2 separate regions of the Rattus norvegicus genome follow, and region 1 is linked to region 2. The links are chromatin contacts, called in public Hi-C maps. All regions are on one chromosome and are shown on one strand. Each heading gives the region's core, a stretch centred on a gene start, on an enhancer-like site or on the middle of the called end of the contact. The rest is flanking DNA. Distances are from core to core; before and after follow the strand shown. Region 1 has its middle 180 kb from the start of Phlda1. Region 2 has its middle 43 kb from the start of Phlda1.

Region 1 (3,288 bases), core at 614-3,113, 140 kb before region 2:
CTTTTCAAGTGGAAGGAAAAGAGAATCAGTCTGTGAAGTAAAAGTCACCAGAGCTGCCTGTCTATTCACAAGAAGCTCGTGAGATGTAAAAGACCCCTGCTAGTTTCACATCTCAGAGAAAGAAGAAAATTAGTCTTCATCCGCTGAGGTTGGTGTAACAGAACCCATGAACTGGGCATCTCACAAGTGACAGCATTTTTTCCCCACAGTTCTTAAAGTCCCGGCAGTTAAAGTCCCGGTTCTTAAAGTCCAGCAGAGTCACTGCCTCATGAATGAATATTTCCAGATTCATAGACCTCACTTTCTCACTGGGCTTTCATACAACGTGACTACAAATGCACTCCTTTGGGGAGTATCATTAGGAAGGGCTGTGCCCCAAAACATGAAAGTAGAAAAATTCACCTCTCCCAAAGTTCCATTATACAGAGCCATGGCATTGGTGATTTTGTGTCAACATAAAATTTGGGAGGCACCAAACATATATGCACAGGCATGCATACAAACACATATAAGCTCGTTTCATTTTTAATCTTCTGGTTCAGTGATCATCGGAGGCAGTAACTCTTGTGTGGGGAAGAGGGAGATTTTGCTTCCCAGACAACAGCTGGCATGACTGAGATGCTACGGCATCTCGGGTGGGTGTGGAGGCCGGGACACCACCGAACAAGCCTGCACAATGGATGGAACATCTTCCCAAGGAAAAAAACTCACCCAAAATGTCAAGAAGTTCAAGTAGAGAAACCCGAAAGTCATGACAGAAGGGAAGCACCAACAGAATGTGCTTATTCCCCAACAGCTTGTGAGGCACAGCGTGGCAACTTTATTGGCCCGGAATGTCCTGAGGAATCTATACCATAATCTAGTAGACGATCTAATGAATCTATACTGTAACCTCTGAGCGCTGCGAACTGTGAATAGGAATCACGAGTGGTGATGTATGACAGTAATATACCCAGCTGCCCACGCTGAGGCCACAAAGAATCACTTTCTAAATGTATAATGTCGACCTAGTATACACCAGTCCTTGTCAAACTTTGCTCAGATCTCATGATGTGGAGAAATCTGCCTCATCCTGTGGCCTCGGTTTTCTCTTCCCTAACTCACATGATCTCCAGCTATCCCCCGCTTGCCTCTGGACCTAGAGCAGGCTTTAGGAACACTGACTATGAGGCTAAAGACCTTAAACTAATTGAACCCAATCCGTCCTCCCTGCAGGCCCCTAAGGACTCTACCTTATGCCTGACACAGGAGGTGTGACCCAACAATGCCACATGGGAGAAAGGAGATCAAGGTAATAAAATGATCCGCACATGCACAGAGAAGCTGGCAGCATCCTATGGGAACCATAAAACTCCTTTCTGGACTCAACAATGGCGCATTTGAATATCCTCACTAGCTTTCTTTTATTTTAAAACAAAACATCCTCTTGAGATTCAAATCTCAGTTGGAAATTTAGCTGGTAATGTGGCTCTTACAGAAACGTCAAGGTCAACTTAAATATCTGATCTTTTTCTTTTTTAACTACACGATCGAATTTTTTATCCTCTGCTTGGCCAAGAGGGATCCATTTAAACAATATTTATATTATATTCTTAGACTAAATCTGAGCCTAGAGGGAGAAACATGTAACTCAAAGCCCACAGGAAAACCCTGGAGAGCCTCAGGGTGGAGAAGGTTAGTTACCACAATCAGAGAAATGTCTCGGGTTTCAATTTAATTCCTATTTGCTCAAATGCCAAAGTAATTTCTCCATGAGGAGAATGAGGTCATTCTTCACAGAAAGGGATCACTGTCTCAAAGTTCATATGACCAGGAAACACAAGGCCCACATAATAAGAGGTTCAGAAACGGGAACTAAGTAAAGGGACTTAAGATGATAAATCTGCCCGCGTGGTTTAAGCCCCAGCGATGTGAACAGTCCGCAGTGGTTCCCACACACCACGCCTCCCTCCGCACCAAGTCTTCCCTATCGCCCAAAGCAGTGGAGCTTTGGAAACCAGCATCCTGGAAGCTCCAGGGGGCTGAGTCCCCAGAGCTTGCTCTAGAGGTGACAAGACTCCAGTAAGAGTAAAGGAGCCGCTGTCATAGATTAGGCTGGTACCCTGAGGTACAGCAAATACAGACGTACTGAAAAAGCATGGTAGGAGAGGAGACAGAAGTTCCCAACCGTCGACCATCTGTCTACACTTTGGAACTTCATTTCTCTCTCTGCATCTCCTGCTCACACAGGGAGACGGGATAGCATGAGCCTAGTGGATGCCAAGGTTCAAATGGCAGCTTTGCTCTGGTCCAGCTGTTGACTTTTGGAAAGCGACAGGATTCTATTACTTACTTCCGCCTCCCATGCCCCACTCATGAGGCTTGAAAGGGTGGAACCATTGTTCAAAGAGGAAAAGGTGAACTTAGAAGTCAGCTCTGGGTATGTTCATGAATCCTTAACATTTCCACACCAAATACTTGGTCCCCAGTTTGGATGAAAACAATTCTAAAAGGACAACGATAAAACGAACCCAGGGAAATCTCTAATGATTCAGTCAGGATCCATTTTAGGGATAAGAGTTTTGACAGTTTTTCGTGAGGACTCTGGAGTTACACACCCAGTAACCGACAGAACGAGATCGAATCCAGTTTTCCTGGTCCCTATTGGGACCAGAGGGGTGATGAAACGATATTTTCCAAATGAATATGTTCGTTCTCCTGACAGAGAAATGTGCATCCTTCTACAAACTGAGGCATGTCTTTTACATTCTGTCGAGGGCATTCATTCAAGGCAGACCAGGCATTAGTTACAGGGTCAACAGCTGGTCCAGCTGAGACGTGTCACAGCCATCCTGAGCCTCTAAAACAAGCCATTATCTGGCCGGCAGCAGATTGGAACCATCTGTCACTGCAGGCCACATATGGCCCCAATAGATTGTAAAAATAAGGTTGTCACAAAAGGTCATTAGCTAGGCATCATTTCTCTGTGGTAAGCTCCAGCCAGAAACAATGATTCTGCCATTTTTATCTCCAACCCTCTCTCCAGCACTCAGAGAAGCTGAGGCCAAAGGAAGCAGGGCAGGTGTCCTCCTGCCCTAGCAGCTGACAAATACCATGACACGCAGACTCCCCTCCCTTGGACGAACCTTTAGTTCCCTTAAAAATATGTTTTACCTTCTCTCATAAGGAATTCCAGGAGTGAAGGTTTATAAATGGAACCTCATGCAGCTGGGGAGACAGCTCCGTTGGTCAAACAGAGTAGAGTTTGGGACTCGAGTACACACACAAAAGCCAGGCACTGCAACCTGT
Region 2 (3,015 bases), core at 88-2,587:
TCCCTGTGTGCCCATGTGTTCATGTGTCATCCTCACAAGTCATTCCTCAAATGCCTTCACCATGTTGTTGCTGTTTTCCAAGACTCATTTGATTTTTATTTTTTGGTTGTTTAGTTCTGTTTTTGAGACAGGTTACTCTGTATAGTCCTAACTGTCCTAGAACTTGATCTATAGACCATACCATACTGGCCTTGGACTCAGAGATTCCCCCTGCCTCTGCCTCTGTCCCCAACGCCAACTGCTGGGATTAAAAGAATACACCGCCGATGTCCAGTGACTTTTAATTATGCGAGTGTGCATCTCTGTGTGAGTATGTTCATATGTAGGTAGGTACCTAGAGAGCCGTGTCAGAGGATCTCTAGCTGAAGTTACAGCCGACTATGATCCACCCCAAGTCAGTGCTGGGAACTAAACTTACCGCCTCTGCACGAGAAGCGAGAAGCGCTTGCTCAGAACCGCTGAGCTGTCTCTCCAGCCCCACCCTGTTTCATGAGACAACGTTTTCATTGGCCTGTAGCTTACAGATCAGAGTAGGCTGGTTGGTCAGCAGTCCCGGGGATCCCTCTCTCTCTTCTCTATCTCTTGGCACTGAGATTACGAGTGTGAACCAGGCAGCACATCGAGCTTTTTGCTTGTTTGTTTTAGTTTTTTAGAGACAGGGTTTCTCTGTATAGTCCTGGCTGTCCTAGAACTCACATTGAAGACCAGGATAGCCTTGAACTCAGAGATCCACCCGTATCTGCCTCCTGAGAGCTGGGATTACAGGCGTGCACCTCTGCCACCACCCAAACCACGTCTGGCTTTTTCATATGGGTTCTGGGGATTGAACTCGAGTCTTCACGCTTGTGCAATGGGCACTTGGCTCACCGAGCTATTCCTCTGGCCCCTGGAAAATATTTTAATATAAGAGTAAGTTTGAGGTATGTTTTAAGTGTCTGGCGATTCTGGAGTCAAAATTTAGGGAGACCACATTAGATAATAAAAGGTAGCCAAGCAAGCAGGCTGCATTTACAAATCGGGCAGAGAAAGGGGGCACAGATGATCTTTTGAAACCACAAGAGGAAAATACAAAAATTTGAAAGGGGCTCTTAAGAACTCTGTTCTTCTAACGGAGGGCATAGCAGAGCCTTGGGGCTCATGGAAAGGAGCCCCCACCCCACCCCCCTACTTGGCATCCGAGTGACTCATCCAGAAAGCTATCCACTGCGTGCAGCAAAGAGGAAATGAATCATAGAAGTTTCTGACCTTTGCCCTTGTCATTCTTCATGGGGGTGGCAGCTGGGAGGGGGAACCACCCACAGACTGTCTCACGGGGCTGGAGAAGAGGCAGTCAAACAAGGCACACACAGAAACGATGTAAATTCATGGTCTGGAAGAGCTGGAGACTCGGGTCAGGAGAGACCGAGCTCAGGGGTTGCAAATACAAACAGTCATTTTCTGATACAGAAAGCAGAGCTTGTGGGTTGGCAGGGACGGGAGCCAGCAGTGCCCAGTGGTGTCTTGTGCAGTAATGTGAACTTCTCACACTCCTAGCTGGGGTGGGAATGGGGGCAGCCCAGAGGAGAACCGTGACCTTTGAATTCCCATCTTACATCTGGCACTTAGAGAATTTGCTTGGCTTGCTTAGAGGAAATCCACTGCACTCACGCCAGTGTGCAAGTGGGAAGGCCTCTGTGATTCACGGATTCAAAAGATGGAATCCCAGAGCCTTTCCTCTGGAAAGGCAGAGAGCTTCCAGTCACAAGGCAGGAGCATGAATGTTATCTCAAGAGGAATCTAACGAGTGTAGGGGTGATTGAAGTTTGAAATAAAAGCAGAATGAGAACATTCCAGATGTTAAAAGGAAAGCAAAAATACAGTTTTCCCGAAGAACATAGCAGACGGAGCCAAGAGTAAACAGACAGTGAAGACCAGAGGCTGAGCTTTAAATCGACACCTGACGGTGTGCTTCTCACTGCCTGCATTTGAGTCTATTTGAGTTCAGTGTGCGGGGGTGAGAGCGTTCAGCTTCTCTGCTCACACTTCAGCTTAGAGTTTTGTTAACTACATGTCTGAGTTTAAAAGTTCTTCCTCAGGCCAAGGTAGGTTTTTAATGTAACATCCCTCCTCATCTGGGTCTGCAGATGGCAGCTTAGCTCCCTAAACTCCTTATTATAAAAGGAAGACACCATCCTTCAAAGCAGCACGCTTCACAAGGAAAAAAAATACTCCTCATAATTACAGAAGTGGGAGTGGGGGGCATTCATGAACCCCTCAGCTCAGTTCACGGCCTTCTGTGCTTGTAGAGGCACTGGAGAGTGGGTAATGCTCCGGCCGTTTCTCAAAAAGGAAGCCCCGTGCATCCCTTTCTCCGATCTGCACTGAATACATCCACATTTCTTCTTCTCGCTCCCCCAGCAGCTTAAGTGACAAAGACAGAGACAGTTTGTTCCAGTCAGGCAGGCGGCATCAGTTGTTTTTTGTTTTGTTTTGTTTTGTTTTGTTGTTTTGTTTTTTTGCCTTCAGCGTTCATCGCTGGTAATGTAAATTCCTCAGCCACCTGTCACAGGACAGAATTACAGCAACCAGGGGCCACAGGAGGTCCTTCTCAAAGACCTCAACTTGGACAAACCCAAGATCCATGACTTCATGCAGAAAAGAACCCGGCACCAGCTGCTATGAGGCAGGACTGAGGTTTAACAAAGATGACTTAATACAGACATCAAACCTAGGACAAGAGAGGGACATTTTATTTTCTTTCTAATATTCATATATAGGATGTGGGTGGGGTTTGAAGTAGGATCTTTAAAGGGTTGCTAAGAAACCTAAGGGAGGTCACTCACAAGTTCCTGAGGGGCATCTGTCGGGATGACAGTTGATAAGGTAACAGGCTAGATTGTGGGGATGCAAGGAAGCAGGCTCTCTTCACCATAAACAAAGCTAACTGTTTTGTTTGCGATTCCCAGGAAATGTCTAGGGACAGCCATGAGATGAGGGTCTACCCAAGGCCATATACGTTGAAACTTTACATTTTAT

Evidence for each region. Hi-C and Micro-C count contacts between places; a contact is called where the count stands out from the background.
Region 1: a contact with region 2 is called in a Hi-C map of Schwann cells, with 2.6 times the contacts expected there. The contact joins two enhancer-like sites. A contact is called at or near these places in 2 of 12 Hi-C or Micro-C datasets (Schwann cells and mammary epithelial cells).

Annotation. Positions count from the first base shown.
Region 1 is chr7:49,036,201-49,039,488 of GRCr8, reverse strand. No RefSeq gene overlaps it. Among named protein-coding and RNA genes, the nearest start is that of Phlda1, 180 kb to the right of the region's middle. Within about 2 kb of position 1,863, at least 1 of the 93 cell types and tissues checked has an H3K27ac peak or open chromatin away from gene starts, as enhancers often do. A contact at or near this core is called in Schwann cells, where this site is marked.
Region 2 is chr7:48,895,508-48,898,522 of GRCr8, reverse strand. No RefSeq gene overlaps it. Among named protein-coding and RNA genes, the nearest start is that of Phlda1, 43 kb to the right of the region's middle. Within about 2 kb of position 1,337, at least 42 of the 93 cell types and tissues checked have an H3K27ac peak or open chromatin away from gene starts, as enhancers often do. A contact at or near this core is called in Schwann cells, where this site is marked.